2 separate regions of the Sminthopsis crassicaudata genome follow, and region 2 is linked to region 1. Evidence: chromatin contacts called from public Hi-C data. All regions are on one chromosome and are shown on one strand. The core of a region is the stretch at or near the end of the contact, and the rest is flanking DNA. Distances in the headings are between cores, read along the strand shown.

What was found. A called contact is a pair of places that touch in the nucleus more often than the background predicts.
Region 2: a Hi-C map of hippocampus shows a contact between it and region 1, with 4 times the contacts expected there. The contact joins the promoter of FMC1 here to the promoter of CLEC2L in region 1. A contact is called at or near these places in 2 of 2 Hi-C or Micro-C datasets (fibroblasts and hippocampus).

The regions. Positions count from the first base shown.
Region 1 is chr5:102,880,682-102,884,892 of ASM4859323v1, forward strand. It overlaps CLEC2L (C-type lectin domain family 2 member L), which reads right to left and starts at 2,183. Exons shown (of 5, transcript XM_074267773.1): 1 at 1,723-2,183. The coding sequence starts at 1,915.
Region 2 is chr5:103,075,031-103,079,241 of ASM4859323v1, forward strand. FMC1 (formation of mitochondrial complex V assembly factor 1 homolog) reads right to left here and starts at 2,103. Exons shown (of 2, transcript XM_074267791.1): 1 at 1,843-2,103. The coding sequence starts at 1,980. It overlaps TRNAR-CCU (transfer RNA arginine (anticodon CCU)), which reads right to left and starts at 3,008; the gene lies at 2,936-3,008.

The DNA.
Region 1 (4,211 bases), core at 933-3,432:
AGCAAGAGCTGAAGTGGACCTTACCGTGATGTATTTGATGTGAGCAAGGGTCAACAGGAATCCTCCTCTGTTTTCTCAGCACTGGGTAGCATATTCTGTTGTGACAAGACATGTGTTTTACCATCCTAGGAACCCAGAAGGTAGATTGAATGAGGTGAAAGTCCATGGGGAAGAAGAATAGCCGCAAGGCATTAGTGGGCTTTGAGAGAACTCATGGACCAGAAATAACTCCATTTTTTCCACTTTCCTTTTGGCTAAGGTAAGCCTGCTGGAAGTCAGTCAACTGTCAATCAATGAATATTTCTGATCACCCCTGGATGTAGATTACTATGGTCTGGGGAATATGATAGTGGAAAGGAAACATCATAAACTAGTGAGGAAAGGGCTAAGGTGCAGATAACTTGTGATTAAATCAATCCACCTAGCTGGTTTACACTAGAATGTGGACTTTTAGATAAGGCAGAGCCTGACAGTAACCCAGTATATGCATTCTCCACTTTCTCTTGCTTAGTTCTTTCTTCTCTCCTGATGTTTCCATTAGTCTGTTTTCTCACCCACAAGTCTTCTGAAACAGCCGCCATACTTTTCTTCATCTTCAACGCCTGTCTCTGCAAAGTCACCACCCAGGCTTCTAATTTCCAGTCTTACATCACCACCATCCTTTCAGGAAGTCCCCTCTACCACTTCAGTATTGACATGAGCACTGTCTAAAGCCAGATTTGTTAAGACAATGTGGTGGTGTGGATAGGGTGCTATCTTTAGAGCAAGGATGACTAAGGTTCAAGTCTTCCCTCAGCTACATATTGATTATGGCACCTGGGCAAATCACTTACCTCTCCATGTCCCAAGTAACTTTGACTGTAAGATGTGGAGCTGCACTGGGAAGAGTTACTTATATAAATTGCACTAAAGGTCTAACAACCTCTCTAAACCCACTGTGGTGGGTTGATTTCTCTCCTCTGAGTCATGTGGGATACTCAGAAGTAGGTTAAGGCTTTGAGGAAAGCTAGCTCTAGAAAGTATAAAACGTTTATCAAGGGAGAGATGTATGTGTATACTCATTTCCTTTTTTCTGTCCAAATCATGACTTTATCTTCATTTTTACCAGGTGAGGATGATTCATTTCAGAAAGCTACTCAGTTATGTCATGTTTTGTTAACTTATTTTCCCCAAGTGTGCTTGTATCTCCAATCTCAGTTTGTCTCCCCAACATCCCTGTGAGTTGGTAGGCAGTACAATATGCTCCAGCTTATGTATGGGGAAAGCCATAGCCCAAAGCATTAAGTTACTCATGCAAGGTCACATTGTGAGTTAACATTCAAGGCCAAGGTGAGAATCTAGGTCTTTTGAATCCCAGCACGGGGTTCTTTTCTACCAAATGGCATTTGATCTATTCTAAATCTGAATTTTTTCCCACCTCCAAGCCCCAACCTCTAGGGATAAAAGATCAAGGTAACTCTGCTAACGGTGTCTCTGGCAGGAATGAGAAGCGCCAGACCCTCACCCTCACTGCCCAGGCTGATCAGATCTTACCCGGGAGACCCGGTGAAGAGTGGGGGTGGGGTACCGGATAAGGTAGTAAGAGTATGATGGAGTCAGACGGCGCTCGGAAAGGATAGGACCTCAGCCGAGGCTTGCCCTAGCTAGGGACCCTGAGAAGAGGACAGGATTCTCTGGGGAGGCAGCAACCATGGAGGAGGAAGGAGGATGTTACTTGCTTACCCTCCAAGGCCGCCTTCCAGCTGGTACTGCCCTCGTACCCGGATCCTGATCTTCTCAGCAGCACCTCCTGGCCCCGGCCCTCCCCGTCCCCAGGGGAGAGTACTCTCGGCAAAGGAGCCGCCGCCGCCGCCGCGGCTGGAGCGGGGGGCGGAGGGGGCCGACTCCTCCTGGGGGGCTCCCGGACAGGCTCCATGCCCCCCTCCCACTCCGGTGCCCCCGCCCCTCTGCTAAAGGGCGCCTGGCACTTCCGTTACCAGGCTGGGGGGAAACCGAGCCCGAACTGGCCAGAGACCCTCCCTTTGTCCCTCCCTCCCTCCGGGTGGGAGCAGGAGCTGAGGATGGGAGGGATGCAGACAAGAGCTTCTGCAGCTCAGGGACAGTAGCGCTCCGCTCCTCTCCAGGACCAGGATTCTCAGCAACGTCCCTTCCTGCTTCCCCAGCCGCAGCATCTGCCTCTAGAGTTTCTCGGTTTGGGAAGGGGGCGGGGGGAGGGAGAGAAGAATGAGGGAGGAGAGAAAGAAGAGGAGGGTGGGGAGAAGAGGCGCCAAGGCGACGGGGGTGGCAGCCGGGCGGGAGGACCCGAGGAGAAGTGCAATGAGGCTGGAGTGCTGGGGGAGAGGGGGCGGGGAAGATGTGAGCAATGGAAGGCTGCAGGGGTCGGCGAACCTAGAATCCCGAGGAAGATCAGAATAGGGAGGGAGCACTGAGGGAGGAGGGTGGGGGGAGCAGCGGGGACCCCGAGAACACAAGCGGCCAAAGAAAGCTGTTAGCATCCAGGAGCTTGGGGATTGGGGGGGGGGGGAGCGGAAGGATAGAGAGACTTGAGAGTCTATGGGGAGTTTGGGAAAGGGAGGCCACGGGAGTGGGGTGGGGTTTGAGGAAGGGGGATCCGGGGATCTCCTTTCTCGCCTCCACCCCAGATTCCCTGGCTCCCCTTCAGCCTGGAGCCAAGGGGCGAGGGAAGAAAACGCATCCCCCAAGTGTGGAGGGGCCGCTTAGAGGTCACAGAACGGGCCATGGGGAAGGGGGAGCGTGCGGGAGCTTGGTTAGACACCTGCCCAGCGGGACCTTGGACAGAGAAGAGCTCTGCAGAAACATAGTCCTCTGCGCGCCTTAGGATCCTGGGGACGTGGTGTGATGCCGGCGTCTGGCACCTCGGGGAGAGCAAACACATTTTCTTTGTTATTATAGGGGCTTAGCCAGGCTATGATTAATTACCAAGAGAACTCCTTTCGGACTTATAATTAGAGCTGGGATTCTTCAGCTGAAGTCTATAGGTAGATTTCAGGGTATCCATGAATTTGTCACACACACAAAATTACATCTTTATTTTCACTAATCTTTGATTTCCTGTATCTTGTTTTGCACATTTTATAAATCATCAGTCCAATACGGTTCCATGAGTTTCACCAAACTGCCAGAGGTTCAAGACGTCCTGCCCCCACCCCCGCCAAGAAGAAGAATGGCTGGACTGTACCCGTACTGTACAATGGATAGAGCTAAAGATGGACTTTGAATCAAGATCTGAGATTCAAACTTGTTTCCTTTCATACTTATTAGCTATATGATCTTGGGCAAGTCATTTTACATCTCTAAATAATATATAAATGTTACTTATAATTTTTAGTCGGAAGGAGTCTATTCCTTCACCCCAAGGTTTAATATTCTTATGGATTCTGAGAGGAGTAAGTCCATTCTACCACTAATATATAGGTTACAGAATCTTAAAATGAAGAGCGGTGCTTAGAGATAATCTAGCTCAGGCAGAAATAGTAAATGCATCTTTTTGAGATCATGATGCAATAAGAAACACATGTAATAAAAGGCCAGGGGAAAATAGACCAAAAATTAATTAGAAACTAATGTGATCCTAAAGAATGAGTGGATAAAACAACAACTCATAGACACAATCGATAATTTTATCCAAGAGAATGACAACAATGAGACAACATACCAAAACTGATGGGATGCAGCCAAAGCAGTTCTTAAGGGAAATTTTATATCTTGAGATAATCTAGCTCAGTTTCTTCCTTTTACAGCTCAAGATAAAGTGATTTCCTCAAGGTCAATTAAACACTCCAAAGAGAGAAACAAAGCAAGACCACAGCTCACCCTCAAGAATCATGCCTGGAACCCACTTAGTCTGTTTTCTTCATCTCTAAAACCAAGGTAACAATAGCATCTACAGAGTTGTGGTGAAAATCAATCAAAAAATATGTGGGAAGCCTTTTGCAAACCTTAAATTATTATTATTCTGACCTACTTTACTTAAAAGCAATGTTTCAAATGTAAGTCACTATTTAATAGCAGAGGTGGGTAATATAAAAGGTCCAAGGAGACCTAAAGTAGAGGAATAAACAAGTTTAGGTGGTAAGTATTACCTCCATTATTGTGGTTCTGTAGTCAATTTTCAGTCACATCTGACTTTCTATAACCCCATTTGGGGTTTTCTTGGCAAGAATACTGGAGTGGTTTACTATTTCCTTCTC
Region 2 (4,211 bases), core at 853-3,352, 190 kb after region 1:
ATTGCACATATTTAACTTATATCAGATTGCTTGCTATTAGGGGGAGGAAGGAGGGAAGGGAGGGAAGGAGAAAAATTTGGAACACAAAATTTTATAAAAATGAATGTTGAAAACTATCTTTTACATGTATTTGGAAAAATAAAATACTATTGAGTTAAAAAAGAAAAGAAAAGAAAAGAAATTAGGAGTCAGAATCCAGAACATGAGGTCAGAAGATGCTCAAGCGTCCCAAACCTTTTTTTTTGTGTGTGTGTCATGATGCTCTTGGGCAGTGTGGTGAAGGCTATGAAAGAGTTGCCAAAATAATTTAAAGAAAAGACCCCCATGCTAGACTGAGCTTTCTGCACTATAGCCGCACCAAATATGCTAAAATATAGAAACTTACTTCCAAAAGACTGCTTTCAGGGCTTTGTTTCTGGTTAACAAGGAGTAATATAATATTTGGAGTACAGTATGAATTTCATCTCAATAATCAATTAAATTTTGATGATTTGGTATTTATAAACATTTATATATAAATATGCACACAGAAAAAAATAATTAAGATAAAATGACAGGAGGTAAAGTACTAAGCATTCTATTTTACAGTAAAATAAGAAAGCACAAATCTTACTTTTAAACTTGCCATCTTGCAGGGGGAAAAGGACAAAAGAGATTAGTAATAGGATGAGAAACAAGGCTCAACATAGTCCAAAAGAACCTAATAGAAAAAATAAATTTCATAAAAACTAAAGGAAAGGTAAGAATTCCTAACTAAACCAATTCTAGTAGAAGGTACAAGAGAAAAGGGAAATATAAGAGACATTTTAACTATCTGTTAACATTTTGCTCTAATTCGATCCAGTTCAGTCCAATTAACATTTTTCAGTTCCTCTTTGGGTCAAGATGACCTTGTACTCAATAGGGAGGATAGAAAGGCCAACGGAAAGATAGTCCCCTAACTTCAAGCTTAGTCAGCTGGTGACTTCTTCTGTGATTACAGATCATCACTTTCACCTGCCCACGTCTGTTAAGGTGCTCTAAGTTCATCACATGGGGTCTACATAAGGAGGAGGGGGAGGGGGACTTCTTTGGGATTTCTCGACATTATACAGGATATTAAAGAAACCTGGAGATTGATTATTTCCCTCGGAATAAGCTGTGCGCTTTAGCTGACTAAGAGTTGCAAATTCTTTCTTGGTAATTCCCAGTTCCCCAGCTCCTGGAATTTTTTGCATCATCACGCAGACTATTTCCATAAATGAAAAATAAATATTGCCTCGTATAGCCAAAACGGCAGTAATAGTACCCATTCCTACCCTCACCATATGTTTGGACAGCGTGCTCCGCAATAATGACCACCCAGCCCTGGACTGTGACGCTTCTGGTAGATCTACGGCAGAAGCCCTAAACTTCTTGGACCCATCTCTCTGCAATGACATCTGCACAGAAGGTTCATGCTAAACATCCCACTCCCGTTTCAGGGATACACTGTGAACCTCTGTCTTAGAAGGCTTCTCCCAGGTGCTCCAGCAAGGTCATATGTGACATCCCCACTCTGGCCTCAGTTTATTCACCTGTTACATGACATCATCTAGCAGAGGTCACGACCCCACAGGGCTAGGAAGGGATGTGGCGTCGATGGGCAAATTTCAAAGCTCCATTCGTGGAATCCCGAGTCGGGGCCCATCCCGACCCTGCCAATGCCGCGAGTGCCAATAATTAGCATCCCGACATAGGTCGGCGGCGGCGTTCGCGGGCCTGGAGTCCGCTCTCTCCCCGGCCGCTTCCCCTACCCGCCTCGCTCGCTCTTCCCCCCACAAACAGTCCCGCCCCTCTCACTGCGGTCGCGGGGGTCCTTACCCGGTGCGCCCGGAAGGCCTCCACGAGGTACCGATAGGCTGCCGTGTCTCTATAGGACCGGCCTGTGGCCGCGCTCAAGTACCGCAGTTCCTGCAGGAGGGCCCGCAGCGTGCGGGCCGGCGGGCCCAGGGCCACCATCTTAGGATCTGCGCTGAACTCGGAGAAGGCCCCGGCCGAGGACGGAGGCCGACGAGGAGTGGCGTTAGCGCCCTCTGCCGGCGACAAGCCTGAATACTCTTCCTAGCTCCACAACTCCCAGCAGAAATGGGACCCGCCCTCCACCCCCTCACCTTCAAGCCCCGGCACTCAGGCTATGCAATCGAGCTCAGAAAGAAAAAGCAAACGAAAGCTGAGGGCTTGCGGGCCTCCAGCGTTTCTTTGACCTCCACCTCGATAGGACTGCACTTCTGAGAGAAGGCACGGCTGAGCTTTCCCCCAGCCGCTTCTCACCTACGTCCTCATCTTTATCAGAGAAGACGCTGAGAAGGCGGAGCCTGCTTGTTATCATCGATTAAGCAAAATTTCGGCGCCCATTAACGTAGATGCAGAGCCTGCGTCTGGAATCAGATCTTTCCGCTAGATGCTAAGAATGAGCGTCCTTGCCTTCCAGGAGTTTACATTCTAGCAGAGAAGAAAGCATGCACATTTTACATAAGTATATGCGGGAGATGATGAGACGGGAGTGGGGGCGTGGGCAAGAGCAAGGCGAGGTGGCGATTGAGGTGGGCTTTGAAGGAAGCCAGGAATCCCAAGACCCCGGGGTGAAAAGGGAGGGCACGGCAAGCACGACAGAGGTTCTGGGTCATGGAAAGAAGGGCACGCACGCAGAAGGTGGACTGACCAGTATGGGATAAATATAGGTAAATGCCTGCTTGGAAGAGTACATGAGGGAAATAATGCTTAAGAGAGAAAAGGTCGAAACGACTCCCAATGACAATTTTTATATATGGCCAGAAAGTTCTTCAAGAATGTACCCCTTCAGGATTGGAAACTGGTACGTGCTAAATTGCGAGGCGGTGTTGTTGGGTTCGAATCCATGTTGTTTCTTCCCGCAAGAAAACGAGTCATTTGTGAGATTTAACACAAAATTGTTCACCCCAGATGGGACTCGAACCCACAATCCCTGGCTTAGGAGGCCAATGCCTTATCCATTAGGCCACTGGGGCTTCTGGTAAAGCCGTTCTTCAATGATATATTCATTGGGTTTTTTTCATTGGCGCGTCATTACTGACGCCATCACTACTTTTAACCTATCCCGTATATCTATTCTAATAATTGGCAGCTACATTAGACACAGAGACTGGCTGGGAGGTTCCTGTAGAATTCTGGGAGTTGTAGTTTAAACATCAACTGAGACAACCTATTTGCCATTTACCCTTTCCACGCTTGATTGCGTGTATGCACACATTCATACGTGGAACAAGGTACAATTCTGACATAGTCCAGTCCATACGGGAAAGTTCTTTAAGGTGTCTTGCCTTCCCCCGTTTGGCCCAAGATGTCTCACAGGTTTGCTCCGATTCCCCTCCTCCTCCGCCCTGAAGGCGCATGCGGAAGTCTCCGGTGGCACGTGCACAGGACCCGGGCCTTCTGCCGGGTCGGGCGGATCCTCGAGCGCTCTACCTCGGGAGCCCGAGCTGCGCTTCTGGGCCAGGCTACGGACCGGAGCCGCCCTGGCGTCCCGTGATCGGCCTATTAAGCCCGAGCTGCCTCGGCCCGATTCCTCCTTTTATTATAATCACTTCCCCGCGACCGTTCCTTACCTAGGCTGGCTAACTCAGAGCCTCCAAGAACCGCTGGCACCATTCGCGCTCTCCTGCTTGCCCCGGGTGACGTGGTGTAAAGAGGACCCCTCGGGCGTGAGCCTGCGAACTGCGGGTTCGAATCCCAGACCTTCTGCTGAAAGGCAGTGACCTTGAGCAGTGAGAGTGATACAGAAACATGCAGCTCGTTATTCCTACATTTGACCCTTCCTGCGACCCCGAAGGGGATGGAATAGAAGTAGGAGGTGGGAATCCTATTCTCATCCTCCCTGTTTTACCTGTGGGAAATGAGACTGAGCGAGTTAGTCACTTGCCTTACCAAATAATCAGTGGGGAGTATCTTACTCGACTCCTTTAGCAATCTTGAGAGGCTGGGACTATCATCCCCATTTTACAAGTGGGGAATCTTTAGCTGAGAGGTGCAATCACTTGCTCAGAAGCTGACATTAAATGAGGACTTCCCAATGACGGGATCTGTGCTGCCAGGCCTGCTTTGCTGGGTTTCCTCATTCATGGAAGCACAGGGTTGAAAGAGGTGATTTACCCAAGATCTCTTCTAGCTCTTTCATGGGGTGAATTCTCATTCCATCCTAGTGCTTCTCCTTG